2 separate regions of the Sus scrofa genome follow, and region 2 is linked to region 1. Evidence: chromatin contacts called from public promoter capture Hi-C data. All regions are on one chromosome and are shown on one strand. The core of a region is the stretch at or near the end of the contact, and the rest is flanking DNA. Distances in the headings are between cores, read along the strand shown. Region 1 holds the start of KMT2D (histone-lysine N-methyltransferase 2D). Region 2 holds the start of MCRS1 (microspherule protein 1).

Region 1 (5,238 bases), core at 130-2,629:
CAGTTTAGGTTTCCATGGACAGCCCCAGGGCGGTGAATCCCGAGCGGACACAAAGAGAGCACCGGTGGCTTTGATCTTGGGCGAGCAGGCTCCGCATCCGCGTCGCCCGGCGGCCTTTCAGTCCTAGGGCCGGGCCAGCGCCCCGGCCGCCCGCGCCGGGCTCGGGCGGAACGTCGAGGCTCTCCAGATGGAACGTCGAGGCGCCTCCCCAGCAGCCCGGAAGGAATGCCGCGCCGGCCCGCGCCGGGCCCGGATGGAACGTGAGACCCTCGCAGGAGCGCCGAGCCCCTCTCTCCGCTCGGGCCGGCGCCCCGGGGCCGCGCGAGCTACGGCGACGCGGAGCCGGCGGGGCCGCGGGGCTGAACCTGACACACACCCAGCGCCGGGCTCCTCGACCCCGAACGCTCGCCCTCGGCGGCTTCGAGCACCCCACCTTCTTCTCCCCCCCGGGAAGGGAGGAGGGTAGGTGGGCGAGGAAGAGGAAGGGGCGGGCGGTGCGAGCCCTCTGCCCGCTCCCCTCCGGCCGCTCCAGGCCCTGCGCTCGCCTCCCTTTCCCTCTGGCCTCGGGAGCTGCCCCGCCCCCGGCCTGGCCGGCTCTGATCGGCGGCACCCCCTCGACCCCCGGCTGGCTGTGATCGCGGGGGGCCTAGAGGTGCATGGCCCAACCCCGGCTCCCGGCGCCGGGGGGTCAGGAAACTGAGCGGAAAGTGGGGAACGAGGCAGCCATTTGCAACCGGAGAGGAAAGTAGTGCAGCGCGGCGCCGCTCCGCCTCCCCCCCTCCGCCTCCTGTTCGGCCGGTAGGGTGGTTCCTGCGAAGGGGCTATTTCCTGGCCCGAGATCCCGGCAGCGGTCGTGGAGATTCAGGAAGCCTCCGGCGCGAGATCCTGGGGGCCCTTTTGCCTGGGGAACCCCACTTGAGAAGGGGGAGAAAGGAGAAGACGCGGCCCTATTTTGTGTTGGAGCGGAGCGGCGGAGGGATCCAGCCCTCTCGGAGGAAAGGCTGTGACTCTGCAGTTCTACGCACACGCTGAGGGATCCCTCCGCCAATGGTTAACCCCGACCGCGCCGGGCCGGCCGCTGTGCAGACACGTGGGAATGAAGCCCCCCTCCTCTTCGCCCCGGCCCTGGAACTGCCTCTTTTACCGCCCGGCTAGTGAAACTAGGGCTCTGGCCACTTTCTAATTCCGTTTTCCCGGAGTTTTCGGCCCCTGAGACTCCAACTGCCCCTTGCCTCGGCCAGGGGCAATCTTCCCCGGGAGGGGGATGGAAGAAGAGCCAGGAGATTGGCCGCTGCTCTGCATCCTGGGAACTGGAGTCCGCAAATGGAGAAAGTGAGGCACGGCGCCTGGCGCTGCAAAGGGTGGGTTCCTGCCACGTTCGGGGGCCCAAAGGAAAGCGGATCGAGTGCCTGGTCGTTCCTTCTGGCTCTCAAACCCTCTCGAGAGGAAAGAGGACTGTTAGTGCCCCCACAATCACCTCCCCCATCAAAACATAAATGTAGAGTTTCCCGGGTGCTCCTACTCGCACCTCTAGTCTTTCTCTCCGGATCTTCAGGGCCTATGTCCCCTTTTTTAGTAAACAGAGGAGATGTAACTTGGAGCCTTGCTGCTACCTGGCCAGAATACTGTTACTCTAGACAAGATCCCAAAACACTCAACTTGCAGGCACCCCTCCCCCATTAGTCTGGATGAAAAGGGGTTGGAATAACTTCTCTGCATTAGCTGTAACCACGGCATGGATAAGAGGAGACAAATTAACAATGTGCTAGATACTTTATATCTTCTCATTCTTCACCCTCGTTATGAATTACGTGGAACTATGGCTGTATGAAGAGACTGAGGCTAAAATAGGTAAAATTGCCCAACGAATCACATCTAGTGAGAAGTTGAGCCATGCATGATTCAAATCAATGTTTTTCCTGGGGTGAGTGTGTGTTAAAATGTGGAGAAAAGCAGGCAGATCAAGTGCAGGGCTGGTTTTGTGGGAAAGGGTTTGCAGTGGTATCCAATAGAACTTTCTGCATTGATAGAAATGCACTATATCTACACTATTAATATGGCTTAGCCACATGTAGTTATTGGGCACTTTGAAATGTAGGTGGTGCAACTAAGGAACTTTTCATTTGTTTAATTTTAAAACTAAATTGAATAGGCATATGTGACTTGTGGCTTCCATATTGGGCAGTGCAGGAGACCTACATCCCTAGACCAGAGTTATAGGAGGGATCAGGACAAGGCGTGTCCTGTCCTAGTCACACACTGACATGTGCCCTGCACTTAGCCAAAAAGTCCAGCAGAGACCCCACACCTATCCCAAATATAGTGGAATAGGTTCACCAAGAGACAGAAATTTGAAAATATAATGCCTCTCCCTACTGTCTTCATCCAGAGGCAGGCAGGCAGGCCAGACCCTCACCAAAAAGACGTCCAATAACATGACAGCAAACATTTCTTACGGGTTTATTATATATAAGGAACTATGCCTAGGCATTTCATATGTCATTTCAGTTTCATTTTCACCTCAATCCTGTGAGAAAGCTTTAACTACACTTCAGAAAGGAGAAACAGAGAGGTTCAGAGGCTCAGAGAGGTTAAGTGTCTGGCCAAGGTCACAGAGCTAAGTGGAAGAGTAACTGTTTCAAGCCAACCATTAACCACTGTCCTTTACTACTAATCAGGCCTTGAGATTGTTTGATACACTTCTAGAAAACCTCAGATATGTGTTATTCTATCTCAGACCTTATGGAAATAACAGCAGAAGTGTAGGTACCCATAATGAGAATTCCAGGTCACATGTGCAAAAGGACGTCATTTTAGTGTAAGGAGAGAGGGTGATGACAACCTGACAACCATAAAGAGAATCCTAAACCTCTGAGACATTGCTCTTTGGAATATGCTCCTTCCAGCAGCCCTTATTTCTTTTTAGATTCCGGATGAGAGCTCCAAAAGCAGCTGGCAGGACTTCTGAAAACCAGCGTGACATACCATCACCCCCAACTGTAAGACTAGCTGGCTGGTCTGGAGCCAGGCAATAACAAGGTCACAGCTAAAAACCCCACCTACATTTTGTCCATTTTCCCCAACTAAGTGCATTGACAGAGTACCTCAAGTTCTTCAAGTTGCCAGGAAAGGTATGCCCTTCCTGTGAAGGCTACCATTCAAGTATCCTTATAAATCCCTGGAGAAGGTATTAGGCCAATTAGGCCCAAGGGCTACCAGGGGGGGTAGGGAGTAGAGGCCGGGTAGGACCAAACTTAGCCTTTGACACCTAAAAAAGGTAGCACAACTTCAAATGTTTGAAAGGTATGAAAGGAGCAAAGAGCATCCCTTTTATGGGTCTGAGGCATGTGGAAGTTCCCAGGCCAGGGATCGAACCATACCACGGCAGTGACAACTCCAGATCCCTAACTGCTGCACCACAAAAGCACTCCAAGAATATCCATTTTAATGAAAGGCATTGAAGACGAGGGTGGGGAGTGGGGATTGATATACATCGGGGCATTTTTTTCTTCCTTTCTCTTTTCTTTCTTTTTTTCTGGCCATGCTCCAGGGTGTTTGGAAATTCCAGGGCCAGGATCAAACCTGTAGCACAGCAGTGGCCTGAGCCACAGCAGTGACTGTGCTTGGTTCTGAACCCACTGGGCCATCAGGAAACTCCCAGGGCATTATTTCTTACTTTACTCGACTCTCTTTAGAAAGCTAAAATCTTCACAACACTTTAGTCCCTGCCTTTTCACTACTTCACTGTTCTTACATGATTAGGAACTAGGGTCTTTCTTCCTCCAGCCCAAACCCTATCCTCTCTGAGTTCCAGCAAATGCCAAGACCCCAGGAGGGAAGCTAGGTCAGCATGTGGCAGCTGGCCACTAGAGGGTGGTGTTTCTGTAGTTAAGGGGATGGTGAGCGTCTACAAATTTGGGAGGGAGTGGCAGCCAACAGGTTACCTGTATGGGCGAAAGGAGTAGAAAAGGAAAGTGGGAAAGGTGAGGAGGAGATCCTAGGGTTATGGTCCTGAATGAGTGAGGAAGAGGTAAGGAATGGTAACAAGGCAGGAAGAAAACATTTGCCCTGATTCGCTACCAAAGGCCATAGCCATCAACTCCTTGGAAAAGGAGCTGTTGGCATTGAACTCTCCCCAGATACAGAGAAGTCAACTACAAAAGGATTTCTCAGTTTATTTGCATATATACATTGTCACTCCAGAGAGTCACCTCCACTTCAGGAGTCCCCAGCTCCCCTCACCCAGCCAACATCCAAAACCTACCTAGGCAACTGGGTCCTAAATAAACAATGCCCAGGACTCAAATCCCAATCCCACAGGTTATAACAATTCATTTACTTAGCAAAGACAGAGGGCTAGAGGACACTGCCCGTGAGACATCCTTGCCCCTTTGTAAACATTGACAGCCAGGCCACGGGAGCCTGGGCAAGTGTGCAAACATGAGGGTACCACACTGTGTGCCCAGAGGGCCAGGGACACAGCTGGTAACCAAACCCGTGAGGTCCTGAGGCCCTGCCCCCCAAACCTCTGCTGGAGCCTGGCACATGCCAGGAGCAGAATCAAGGCAGCTACCCCATGCTCAAGGGTTCACATGAGATGGCAACGGTGCTCTTGGCCATATGAATTCTCCACCCGGGCAATCTCCTGGATGACTTTGGTGAAGATGCCTTGAGTCAGCTGCAAGGGATAAGAATTCAGGGCAAAAAAGTTGGTTAGTTCACTGCCAGTACTCTGAGGTGAATACCCTATACTCCCCCACCATCCCCACCACCAAGCGATGCCATAAGAAAAACACTGCTACCCCCCCCACCACCTTCCTAATCTTCAGGCCCAGCACCTGATTATCTCGAGCAGATGACTCCATAAATGTTGCACCCCAGGACTCTGCCAGCTTCTTCCCTTCAACAGCCTGGACCTCCCTGGAAGCAAATTTGGGACATGAAAATGAAGGAGAGCAATGTCCCCCATGATCTTTGCAATATCTCAGTAGAAATCAGATTTCCTCTGATCTATCTCATTCCAAGGTTTGGGAACAGGGTTGGAAGAGGAGAAAATGTAGAAAAACAAAGGAGCCTAGGACTGAGGCTTAAAATATAAAACTATAGCTTTTGCCATAAAAGGGTGATTTTGTTTTAGCCTTCAAGTTAGAAGTGAAAAGAGGTAAAATGACTGGTTCAAGTCAATGGCAGAGCCAGGACAAGGACCTGACTCATTCCTAGTTCAGCTCACTTTCCTTC
Region 2 (4,854 bases), core at 1,992-4,491, 430 kb after region 1:
TGGAGCGGGGCTGGGTGGCACTGGAGTGCTGGGGGCCTTGGACACCTGGGAAGAGGGCAGGAACGGAGTGAGCTCAAAGGCGGCACCAGAGCAGCTGGGGCTTTGGGCCTAGGGGTTTACACAGGGAGGTGGCCCCAGCCCCACCCGACGACTAGACGACTAGCAATGCAGGCAGAGAGCGGGCTTTCTCATGCCCACCCCTCCTTCCCGCCCCCATCAAAGTACTTCTACATAGTCCCTGACCACATGGGGTCTGCTTTTTGCTGGTGGCACCCCCAACCCTAGAGTAGAGGGTGGGTGGGGAGGATACCAGGAAAACACTCCGGCTGGGGCCAAAGCAGTGCCACCTGGGGGTTATTTTTACACCCAGCAATGCTGGGAACAGGCTGTCTGCTCCCAGAATAGCTGCACGCTCCATGCCTCCCACACAGAATGTGATACAGGATGCACTGACACGGTGGCGGCGGGGGTGCGGCAAGAAAGGGGGAGCAGCGAGAGGTGGGCTCCCAGGAGGGAGGCATATGAGGCTGGGGCTGGGGCAGCCCGATCCTCTCACAGGCCTCCTCTGCAGGGTTCTTCCCAGCTGGTGCGGGTTGCAGGGAAGACATGAAATCCGGCACCGCTCTCTCCCCACTGCCCATGTCTCCCAGTCCCTCACCTTCTTCTTCTCACTGGAGGAAGGCTCACTCCCCGAACAGCGCCCTGGTTCCACCCCACTGGCCCCCTTCGCCCGGGTAGAGGACTTAGCCAGGCTGCTCTCCACCAGCTCGTCATCAAACTTCTTCCTCTTGATGAACCTGCGAAGAGTCCTACCCAGTGAGCACCCCAGGCCTCTGCAGCCACTCACACACTCCCAGCCTCCAAAAGAGAGCAGGTCCCCAGCAGGCAGGGTGCTAACTGCTCCAGCTCAGTGGATGGGGCCTAACTGCCAGACTCCATCCCTCTGATGGGACAGAGATTCCACGTCAAAGACCTTTGATCTCCCTCCCTCGCTCTCAGTCCCCTGGGGAGGGATTTAGCAGGAACAGGAAAAGCACAAGGCTCTGCCAACACCTAGGCCCCAGAGGGGCTCAGGGAGCCATTCCCAATCGGGGTGAGAGCATGCAGGGGTCTCAGTCTCTGGCCCTCTGACTCTTATTACCTGGAGGAGCTTCTCCGTTTAGGGATGGTGCCCAAGGCCTGTGAGGAGGCCCGCTTCTGCCCTGCCAGCGACTCCTCATCCTCTGAGCGGCTGGCAGTGCCTGATGCCATCAGGGATGAATCTAGCAGCCCCTGAGAATCTAGAAAGAGAGAAGCAGTGAACGCAAGCCTCCTACGTACCTAACAGAGCCTTGAGCCTCTGCAATGGGACCCCTCCTCAGCCCCCCACTTCCCCTACCAGTCCTCTTGGCCCCGCCCTTGCTTCCCTGACACTTGAGGTTTTAAGGTGGGAGTTCCTTGGCCATCCAGATCCCATCTGGGCCCAGACCTTCCACGCTGGGCAGTTCTCCCGGTGCCACGTGTCATGTCGTGCAGCACATGGTGCTCAGGTCAGACTGGTGATGCCGACACACCGGGCTCTGGGCATAACTGCTCCCTCTGCCATCAAAATGCAGCCATGCCAAAGAGCGGCAGCTCAACAGCAAGTCAGTCAATTGTGGCCTCTGCCGAGAGGTACGTGGGTGGTGCTGGCCCAGGGGGAGGTGGCAATGCCCAGCCAGGACCGAAAGACACACGTGCCAGGCACGGGGTGGAATCAGCAGATGCTTGGCGCCCGAGCGTTTGGGGAGCTGGCCCGGCCTCATACTACCTTTGTCCATCCTCTTACAGTCCCAAAGCCACTGGTTCCAAACCACAAGGCTAGGAGGAAGGGTCCCACAGGCTCATCCAAGGATTCTGACCAGGTGAGCTTGGAGGCTGAAAGGAGATTCTGCAAAGGAGAAATGAGGCTCCCTGAGGCTCAGGTTTCCAACTGGCCAGCATCACCCCTTTATACTGGAACAGGTCCCCCAGGACCCCGTAAGCTAGGGAGGACACTAAGAGATGACACACAGGCTCTCTTCTACCAAAACGACCCTGACAAACCAGTACTCTTCTGAAGGTCGCTAACATCTCTGAGTCAGTGACAAAAGGCAGGGACCCTAGAAAATTTACACATTTTAGGGTGTTCACAAACCCCTCTAATTCTACTCATAGCCCCTAGGGTAAGGGCCTTGACTATAAAGCAGCAAGAAACGAGGGATTCTTGGCTTCCTTTTTGTCAGCTGCCCACTCAACTCTAACAGCACCACCCTTCCCCTCTCAGACCAAAGCAGGGACAAGGAAAGGGAGACAGAACTCCAACGAATCCATCTCACTTTTTTTTTCATTTGCAGCTCTGGCTGAAGATTTAGTGGGTGGTACCTCGTGGGAGCTAAAAAAAAGCGGTTTTGGAACTGAGCAAATATCAAACCGCCCTGGAAGGCCCTCCGCTAACCCCCAGAGAGCTCAGGTAGAGGAGACTCAGGGCGCGCCGCTTGCGGGTCCCGCCCCTTTTGACCAGCGCGGCTCTTCCGGCAGCGTCCGGCCCTGCCCCCAGGTGCGCTCGTCACGCCGCTCCAGTGGATACGGCTGGGAATCTTGCCACCTGGGGAAAGGGTGAAGGGCCCCAATTCTGCAGGTAAACTGAGGCAGGGTCTGGACGCCCTTTCTTCTGCCCTCCGCGCCTTGTTCTCACCCCAAGTGCACACCCAAGGTGGGGAGGTTAGTCTAGGTCTATTTCAGGGGCTCGGGATAGGGGTGGCGATGAAGACGGCCCTACAACTCAAAAGCAAAGCACCGAGTGAACCCCGAAGGTCTCGCAGCCTTGGTTTAAGCCCCACAGGCCGATGGTGGGGGAAGGGAATCCACTCCCAGGCCAAGTCTCACCCCACCTTTGGCATGCCACCTTTGCGCATGCGTAACTTCTCGGGCCAGCTTCTGGTCCGATCCAGCCCACGCATGCGCAGATTTTCGGGGCGCTACCTGGGCGGGGCCCCAAACCTGGGGGAGGGGGGTCGTCCCCGATGGCACTCTGGGAAACTCCATTTCACCCTCAACTCTGTTCGGAAGCCCCAAAGGCGAACCGCAAGGTCTCACCATTCCTAGGCTGCCAGCTCCAACAATTTCTCCGCGGCGACGGCAGCAGCCGCAGGGCCAAAGCCGGCTTCCGTGAGCTTCGTCTACTTCCGGGGCTAGGAACTAGGGGCTGCGCAACCCCTTCCGGCTTGCCCGGGCCACGTGAGTAAGGGGGCGTGGCCACGGCAGCGAAGGAGTCACGTTTCGTTAATAGACGAACTTAAAAGCGTTCCCAATTGGGACAGCAAATAGGGAGACAACAGGGGTTATAGGCGTCAGAGAGGTTACCTGGTTGGAGGAAACAATTAAAGGGAAAAACGGGAGTTCCCTGTTGTGGCTCAGCAGGCTAAGAACCTGGGTTAAGAACCCGACTGGTATCCACGAGGATGCGAGGTCCAGCTCCGGCCTCGTTTAGTGGGTTAAGGATCCTGCGTAGCCGGGAGCTGCGGTGTAGTTTGCAGACCGGCTCGGATCTGGTGTTGCTGTGGGTGTGGCGTAGGCCGGCAGCTGCAGCTCCCATTCGACCCCTAGCCTGGGAACTTCCATAAGCTGCAGGTGCGGCCCTAAAAATAAATAGGTAGATAGAGAGATGGACAGACAGATAGGTAAACGGGGTGGAATAGCCTGAGGGGTGAGATCGACTAGGAGGTGGGACAACTTCGGGAGGGGCTGGCCCGAGGGTGGGGCCGGGAGCCAGGCTAAATTTCGGCTTCCTAATCCTGCAGCCTGAGAGATCTATGACTCTTTGATAGTTTCCCAGGACCAATTAGAGATTGTGAGATGTTTTAGAGAAACTACTCTGTGAGAGGGTCTGTGCTAGGCACAGTACAGGGAGATGATGTTGACGAGCTGGAGAGATGTGGCGTATGACATAGGCCGGGAGGTGATGTTTAAGGAACGGGTGGAAGTCCGTGTGCCATTCTCCTAGAAGGTAGAGGCCCTAGGAGAAGAACTGGGGCTCAGTTGGTTCCATCAGCCCAACCCCACCTGGATTGCTGGAGGCAGTTATGGGCCCTGGGAGGCAAGATGACCAACAGAAGCACCTTCAGAGGAGAGTGCTCTAGAATCTTGGGATGGGAGGACAAACCTATAGCAAATGTTGGGAGTTTGGGGGTGTGAGATCTGCCTTGAGAAACCAGAAAGGACTGCCCTCGAAAAGAGGGTTTCTATTTGTTTTATACTTCCTTGGAGGGGCACATAAGTGTAGTAGCTCTAGAGAAACATACTGTGGCTCAGAATAAGAGAGATACAATTCCAAAGCTGTCTACCAGCTAAGGTGGTCCCTTTAGTGGAGGTGTCAAGCATACTCTGATAATTGACACTGCCAGGGGATTCAAGTGTCAGATGGGAGGCTAGCCCTTCCAGCCCTGACAGTGTATGGTATCCCTCTGCTTCAAGAGTCCCCTCTTCAGTTGTGATCTTGCTTAATGAGTATTAACCTGTTTTATCTCCCCTGAAAGATTGTGAGTTTTCTGATACAAGGTGTGATGGACTATATTAGATATAGCATAATAGCTATACTAGGTGAGGTCTCTAAGGAGGTGACAGTTGTTGAGGGACCAATTAGGCAAAGAGCTGGGGTAAGATGACCTGGTCAGAGGGGACAGCATAGCTCCAAAGCAGAAAAGAGTTTGGTGGAGTTCCCATCGTGGCGCAGTGGTTAACGAATCCGACTAGGAACCATGAGGTTGCGGGTTCGATCCCTGGCCTTGCTCAGTGGGTTAGGGATCCGGCGTTGCCGTGAGCTGTGGTGGGGGTCACAGACGCAGCTCGGATCCC

What was found. Promoter capture Hi-C pulls out the DNA fragments that hold promoters and counts their contacts.
Region 2: a promoter capture Hi-C map of liver shows a contact between it and region 1, with 2.1 times the contacts expected there. The contact joins the promoter of MCRS1 here to the promoter of KMT2D in region 1. A contact is called at or near these places in 1 of 5 promoter capture datasets (liver) and 1 of 47 Hi-C or Micro-C datasets (heart right ventricle).

What each region holds. Positions count from the first base shown.
Region 1 is chr5:15,090,243-15,095,480 of Sscrofa11.1, forward strand. It overlaps KMT2D (histone-lysine N-methyltransferase 2D), which reads right to left and starts at 1,380. Exons shown (of 56, transcript XM_021091593.1): 1 at 1-1,380. It overlaps RHEBL1 (GTPase RhebL1), which reads right to left. Exons shown (of 7, transcript XM_021091594.1): 6 at 4,839-4,920; 7 at 4,156-4,678. The coding sequence ends at 4,589.
Region 2 is chr5:15,523,326-15,528,179 of Sscrofa11.1, forward strand. MCRS1 (microspherule protein 1) reads right to left here and starts at 3,242. Exons shown (of 13, transcript XR_002343937.1): 1 at 3,097-3,242; 2 at 1,469-1,909; 3 at 1,142-1,280; 4 at 659-797; 5 at 1-45.